Linked DNA regions of Podarcis muralis: region 1 is linked to region 2. Evidence: chromatin contacts called from public Hi-C data. All regions are on one chromosome and are shown on one strand. The core of a region is the stretch at or near the end of the contact, and the rest is flanking DNA. Distances in the headings are between cores, read along the strand shown.

The links. Hi-C and Micro-C count contacts between places; a contact is called where the count stands out from the background.
Region 1: a contact with region 2 is called in a Hi-C map of tail, with 3 times the contacts expected there. The contact joins the promoter of MALSU1 here to the promoter of TOMM7 in region 2. A contact is called at or near these places in 2 of 3 Hi-C or Micro-C datasets (blood and tail).

What each region holds. Positions count from the first base shown.
Region 1 is chr12:35,789,666-35,792,916 of rPodMur119.hap1.1, forward strand. It overlaps MALSU1 (mitochondrial assembly of ribosomal large subunit 1), which reads left to right and starts at 1,871. Exons shown (of 4, transcript XM_028750498.2): 1 at 1,871-2,229. The coding sequence starts at 1,959.
Region 2 is chr12:35,650,646-35,653,782 of rPodMur119.hap1.1, forward strand. It overlaps TOMM7 (translocase of outer mitochondrial membrane 7), which reads right to left and starts at 1,405. Exons shown (of 3, transcript XM_028750032.2): 1 at 996-1,405. The coding sequence starts at 1,350. The region is part of intron 1 of LOC144329323 (a long non-coding RNA gene); the gene reads left to right. LOC144329322 (a long non-coding RNA gene) reads left to right here and starts at 1,372. Exons shown (of 4, transcript XR_013394818.1): 1 at 1,372-1,490.

The DNA.
Region 1 (3,251 bases), core at 621-3,120, 140 kb after region 2:
TTGCTTCCCATTGGAAAGATCCTCTGATGGGGATGGCAAGGGAAAGTTTGGGATCTGGCTCCTTCAGTGCATTTAACACAATAGAGAAGTGTTGTTAGAGGCCAAAAGAATCAGGGTGATTTTGATTCCCATATATCAGCTGTGTGTAAACAGGAGTGATGTTAATACTGAACCTCATATCGCTCACACTTACTTATAGACAGGCTATGTCACAGATAGCTGAAGCCCTGGCAATGCACTCAATGATTCAGTTCTTTAACAATGTCCCTGCTCAATTCCACACACCCCACATGACTGATATACGCATGGAACACCTTACTGCTTTTATTGGAGTTGATAAATGCCATTTTATCATAGAAACCAATAAAACATTGTAAAAATAAATGTCACAAGCTTTATTGTTGCTGGAGCTGCAACAGGCTTAAGAGGGCTACCCCTCTAAAGATACTGGAAATGAATCAGTTGTATGCGGTTTTATCCTCCGTTGAGAGTTGCGTGTGGGTTGACATAACCCAATACAGTGTTAGCACCGTAAGATTATCATGTATCTAAAGTGCTTTATGGAAAATTTAAGCTTGAAAATAGTGCTCTGCAAAATGGAAATTCCCTCTTTTGGGTTTTCAAAAATTGTGCACCTGGGTTTTGTTACTTTATTCTTTATTCCATTATGACCAGTTAACACCTCAGCCTTGAACATGTGACTTAGTTGTATATAGGTGCGTGCTACACAATAAAAACATGGCCCTTGTGCTCATGTCCTACTCACAGGCTTCCCATAGGCATTATGCTGGCCCCTGTGAGCTCAGGATGCTGGGCTATATCCAGCAGGGCTCCTCTCACATTTTAGAGCAAGGTATTGGATGATGACTGGAGATTAGCAGAAGGAACGAATGGAAAAAGTTGGTCCTTAGGGTACCTGGCCAGGTAACAGTTCCAACACTTAGAATGAGATACCTGCACTCTTTGTGCAGCCTGATTTTATGGCTTTTACGAAGTCCACTTCCTTCACCTGAAAATCACAGAATTGTAGAATTGGGGCTCTCACAACCCTGAGATTAAGAGCCTTAAGAAACTCGATTTCAGAAATTATTAAAAGAATGGGGATGTGCTAAAGAGTATATGAAAAAACATTGTTCTGGAATAAGCATATCGGTATGTAATGAATGATGCTTTACAGGGTTAAAGAAAAAGAAAAAATGGTGTAAAAAAGTACAAAGATGGAAGTAGTCTACATTAGACACAACAATACAGTAAGAGTAAAAAATCTGAGGTCTTAGAACAAAGGAAGGAAGTCAATATGTGTATATTTATGTATTGACTAGATTAGAATGATGATATGATTTTATTTGTAGATGTATTTTTTTTGTTTTGTTTTCCTTTTTTGTATGTTCTGTTTTCCTTTTTTGTTTGTATAGTAGTATTTTGGATTAAATGTAATTTTTGTTATGATTTTGCGTTGAAAATAAAATAATTTTTAAAAAAACTCGATTTCTAAGGCGGAGCCGAGAGTCTCGTTAAGCCCCATTAAGACCAGCAAATTGATGATGGCACAAAGTTTTGTGGGCTGGAGTCCATTTCATCAGCTGCATCGTTGGTCTTCAGGGCAGCCACCAAACTTTCTTAGCTGGGTTGTGTTTTCCATCAACTGTTCCACAGTCTCCGGAGCAGGTTCTCGGAAAGGAGCGCGCCGCGCCGTGGCGAAAGAAAGGCGCTCCGATAGCTCAGTCTCTCCCCCACTACTCCTGGAGTGGCTTCCCGAAAAGCTTGTGCGCCTGCGCTCACCGCCCCCAGCTTTCACGTGAGGAGGCGCGCGGCCAATCGCCAGCGGCCTCGGCACCGCGTCAGCCTGCGCGCCGAGGAGGGGGAGTTTCCCGGAGAGATTCCATTTGGAACGTTGAGTGTTGGTAAGTTCCATCCGCCGAAGGTCGGGGCTCCTCCTCGGGAACCGACGGCCCGCCATGTGGCGGAGCAGCCGCTGCTTGCGGGCGCTGCTGAGGCTGAGGCCTTGGCAAGCCGCGGGAAGAGGAGGAAGCAGCGGGTTGCGCGAGGCTGCGGCGGCGGCTCCCCGCGTTCTCTCTCGCGCGGGCTCGCTGGGGTTGCGGAGATTCAGCGCGGCGGGCAGCTCGGAGCTGCGGGATGCAGAGGTGGAGCAAGGCTTGCAAGACGACGGGGCAGCCGGGCAAGAGCAGCGCATTCGCTCCGGTGCCGGAGAGGCTGCGGGTGCGTCTGGTAAGTAGCGCTCGGGGTCGCCGTCGCTGCTTGGATCGGGGCAGGCGGGTGGGCCTTGGAAGCTGTAACCTCCTCGTACGGTGGTGCAGGGTCAGGGAGCGAAAGGTCCTGGGGTTCAGCCCCCGGAATCTCCAGGCAGAGCTCGGAAAGGAAACCTTGGAGCGCCGCTGCCTGTTCGTGGGGGCATCGGTGCGTTGGAAGCACGGGTAGTTTTGGCGGTGCAAGCTGCTCTCCTATGATCAAGGGCCAGAACGACTGGCCGTCTGCAGGGGCAACCCTACTAAGCTTTTCGACGTGCGATGCGGATGGGTCCTCCTTTCATAGAGTTGGAAGGGGACCCGAGGGACATCTAATCAAGCCCCCTGCAGTGCAGGATTTACAGCATGATGCTGTTGCCCTAAGAGGAGTTTGTAGAAACTGCAGTGTGGACTTTCTGCTACATCACGGATGGAGAACATGCATGGCCCTCCAGATGCTGTTGAGCTCCAACCCCATCAGCCCCAGTCCCAGCCCGTGGTCAGGCCTGATGGGAGTTGTAGTCCGAAAAGATCTGGACGGACACTGTTCTAAAGCCTTTGATACCCACCATGTGCGTGGAAGTGGTGGCTATGTTCCATTAATACCCCTAGAGACTGTGCATATTTAATTTTATTTATAGGAATATATATTCACACACACACACAAGCTCATTAAGAAAATCAAGATAAATACAGTAAATACTTCAAAGCATGTAATATTTTCAAATGTTCTCCCCATAGCTAGTGCAGGAGGAGAGGCAGCTGGCCAACTGCTTCCATACTTGTGTACAAGTAGAGGAGCCATCTCCAACCTGGTGCCCTCCAGACGTTGTGGACCACACCTCCTAAAAGCCCCAGCCAGCAAGGCCAATGACAAGGGATGAATTCCTTGGCTGCTTTCCACCAGAGCGCAGATCCAAAAGCATCATAGCTCACCAGACTTCACTTTCAAAGTCCTCTTCAGTGAGCTTTCAGATCCTTGCAAGCTCAGTGGACAGGGGGCGC
Region 2 (3,137 bases), core at 155-2,654:
CAAACTCCTGATACCACAAGTGAAAGAACACACCTGTGATCAATTTTAACCATGTTTACCTTTGTGTCATGCCTAAACACATTTAGGAGTTCACATAATCGTGAAATACAGAATTCTGAAAGCTAAAACTATTATTTATAAGCAACTTCAGTCTGCCTTGCAAACTGGGGTGGGGAGATTGTCAGTGATTATTCACCAATTCCTCCATTCAGCTCCCTCAAGCAGAAAGCTAGCACACCAGAGAGACAAGTGTAGCCCAGCTTACTGCTGGATATAATAATTTCTTCTTGCAAGGTGTTTATAACTTTCAGTGCACAAGAGCATCCAACAGTTGTGTGGCCCACAGACAGTCTGAAGCAGTGTTTTCCAAACTCGGGACTCCAGCTGTTTTTGGGACTACAACTCCCATCATCCCTAGCGGGCAAGGCCAGTGAGGTCAGGGATGATGGGAATTCTTGTCCGAAAACAGCTGGAGACCCGCGTTTGGGAAACACTGAAGGTCACAGGAGTTCTTTCTATCACCATATTCACACAAGCTCGCCTTCTAACGAGTACTAGGAAAGGAAAGAAAAAACAGGAGGGCTTTCACGATACAGCCTGCTTGCCTCTTCTCTAGGCTAAATCCGAAACTAGCAGCGCTAAAGTGAGCTGTGAAGCGGAGAATTTGGGTTCAGGGAACGGAAGCGGACAAGGGCAATAAGCCACTTCTGCCCCACAGGGCGCTCTCCCCGCTAATCACGAGGAGCTGAGGGGAATAGGCCACGTGACTCGCCGGTTGCGTCACTATCGCCGCCGCGTTCCAAGAAGACGCGCCGCGCGCGCTCGAACCAGCCGTTGGCGGGAAGACCGTTAGCGGACCGTTAACGGTTCGGGAAGCTGCCCCGCCCCGCCCCCGCCGCCTGCCTTCTCGCTCGCCCTCAAGTCAGAGTATACCGAGTCTTCCGTGACCAAGCCGCCCGCGGCAACCTTCTTGCTCTCCCCAGCTCAGGACTGACCTAGATAGAGTACTACCGGGATGAAGCCCCACCGGATGGCAAACTGCCCGCCCTTGAACAAGTGCTGCAGGCGCTGCTTGGACTCTTTGCTCAGCTTCGGCATGGCGGCGGCCGCGTCGTCGTCTCGGAGGCAGCGAAGGGCGAGAGGCGAGGGTGGTAAAGAAAGGCCTGCCTTTTGCTTCCTGGCGCTACGGCGCATGCGCGCGGAGGGGAGGCCTACCCGGCGAGGATTTGTGGTCGGGCAGCGGCGCCGCCTCAGGCCGGCTGGGAAAGGCGGGAACGGCAGCCGCTGCTGAGGAAACCTAGAGCCGAGCTTGCCGCGTAAAAGAATGTGTTGAAATCGGCTCCGCTTCATGACTGGCGGGTGAGGACGCGCCCAATATTGAATGGAAATTCCTACATGCAGGAGTCGGGTTTTTTTCACCTTTTCCGCCGCAGTGGGTCCATTTTTTTGCTCTTCCCGGCTCATAGTAGTGCCTGCCTATCTCCGCCGGAGTAAGTCGTGGCAAATATCCCCCCCCCCACACCCCGTTTCTGAGCATTACGCACACGCACCTCGCTACACGCTTGTTCTTCACACATGATCTAAAACGGAGTTTCCCCCCTCTAACATCACAGAAGTGTTTTTTAAGGGCCAGCTCGCACGTTACGTTTTTTTAGTGGAAAAGTTGTTAGCACGTGGACCGACCCTCGTGGTAGGCCACCCACACTTGAGGTTAAGAGGGAGAAGGCAGAGGATGTGAGTTCCGCAGGCTTCCTGGCAAACGCCAAGAGTGGAAGTTCAGTTTTGCTTCCAAAGCCCGCATGGAAGTCAACAGCATTTCCTTTTGCATGTACTGTAAATTCTCTGTTCTACCACTGGCCTAACCTAAGGTTACCAGATGTCGCCGTTTCCCGGGGACAGTCCCCGGATTTACAAATCAGTCTCCTGACAAAATCCATCTATTTAGTAGGAAGTTGAAAAGTGTCCCTGGATTCATTGAAAAAAATCTGGTAACCTTAGCCTAACCCTGTTTGTCTGGATTTAGCACTCTGACAGGTGCTGCCTTCGAAAGTGGATTTTCTGTCATGTATTTTTCTGCTGCTGCTTAAAACATTTCCTGGCTATTGGCCTTCACCAAATGGTGTAGTAGCCAATTACATTTGGATGGAGAAATATTTTCATTTACATATCTTGAACCTTCAACCAAGAAATTAATTTTTTTAAAAAAAAAAAAACCTTGAAAAAATAATAGCCACTTTCTCTACGCTATGCACAGTTTTTTAAACCTTTGTCATGTCCTGCTTTTGTCATCTCTCCCCCCACCCCCAGCTGATGTTCAAGTAAGCCAACCCTTGTAGATCTGCCCTATGAGTTTTGAATAAATTTGCATATGGGAAAATGATTGAATAAGAAAAAAGCATGCTTCCTTTGTTGGGTGGATCATGAAATCAGTATTGTAGAGTTGGAAGGGATCCTGAGGGTCATCTACTCTAACCCTCAATGCAGGAATCACAACTAGATCATATATGTGATAGACATCCAAACTCTGCTTGAAAACCTCCAAGAAAGGAGAGTCCATCACCTCTCATGGGAGTCTGTTCCACTGTTCCTGTCAGAAAGTTCTTCCTGATGTTTAGTCAGAATCTCTTCTTGTTAACTTGAACCCATTGGTTTGGGTCCTAGGCTCTGGAGCAGGAGAAAACAAGCTCGCTCCATGCAACAGTGTTTAAGATATTTGAAGATGGCTATCCTATCTCCTCTCGGTCTCTTCTTTTCAAGCTAAACATACCCAATTCATTCAACCATTCCTCATAAGGCATCTATCTACTCCAGCATCTTGTTCCCAGATGCCAAAGGGCATTCAGCAGTCTCCCCACTTGGCGTGTTTATCAACTCATATTCAGAGATCTATTGCCTCTTAACCATGGAGGTAGTATAAAACCACTATGGCTAGTCGCCATGAATTTATCTACATGAATTTGTCCATCCTCCATGAATTTATCTGCAGTGAATTCAGATGCCATTAGTGTATAGATTTGGCCAGTATGTGTCATTTTGCTCTTACCTGCATTGAACCTGATTTGCCATTTTATCATCGGTTCACCCAGTTTGTAGAGACTTTTCTGGAGTGTTTCAGATGCAGTAGGGAGATTGCCTGT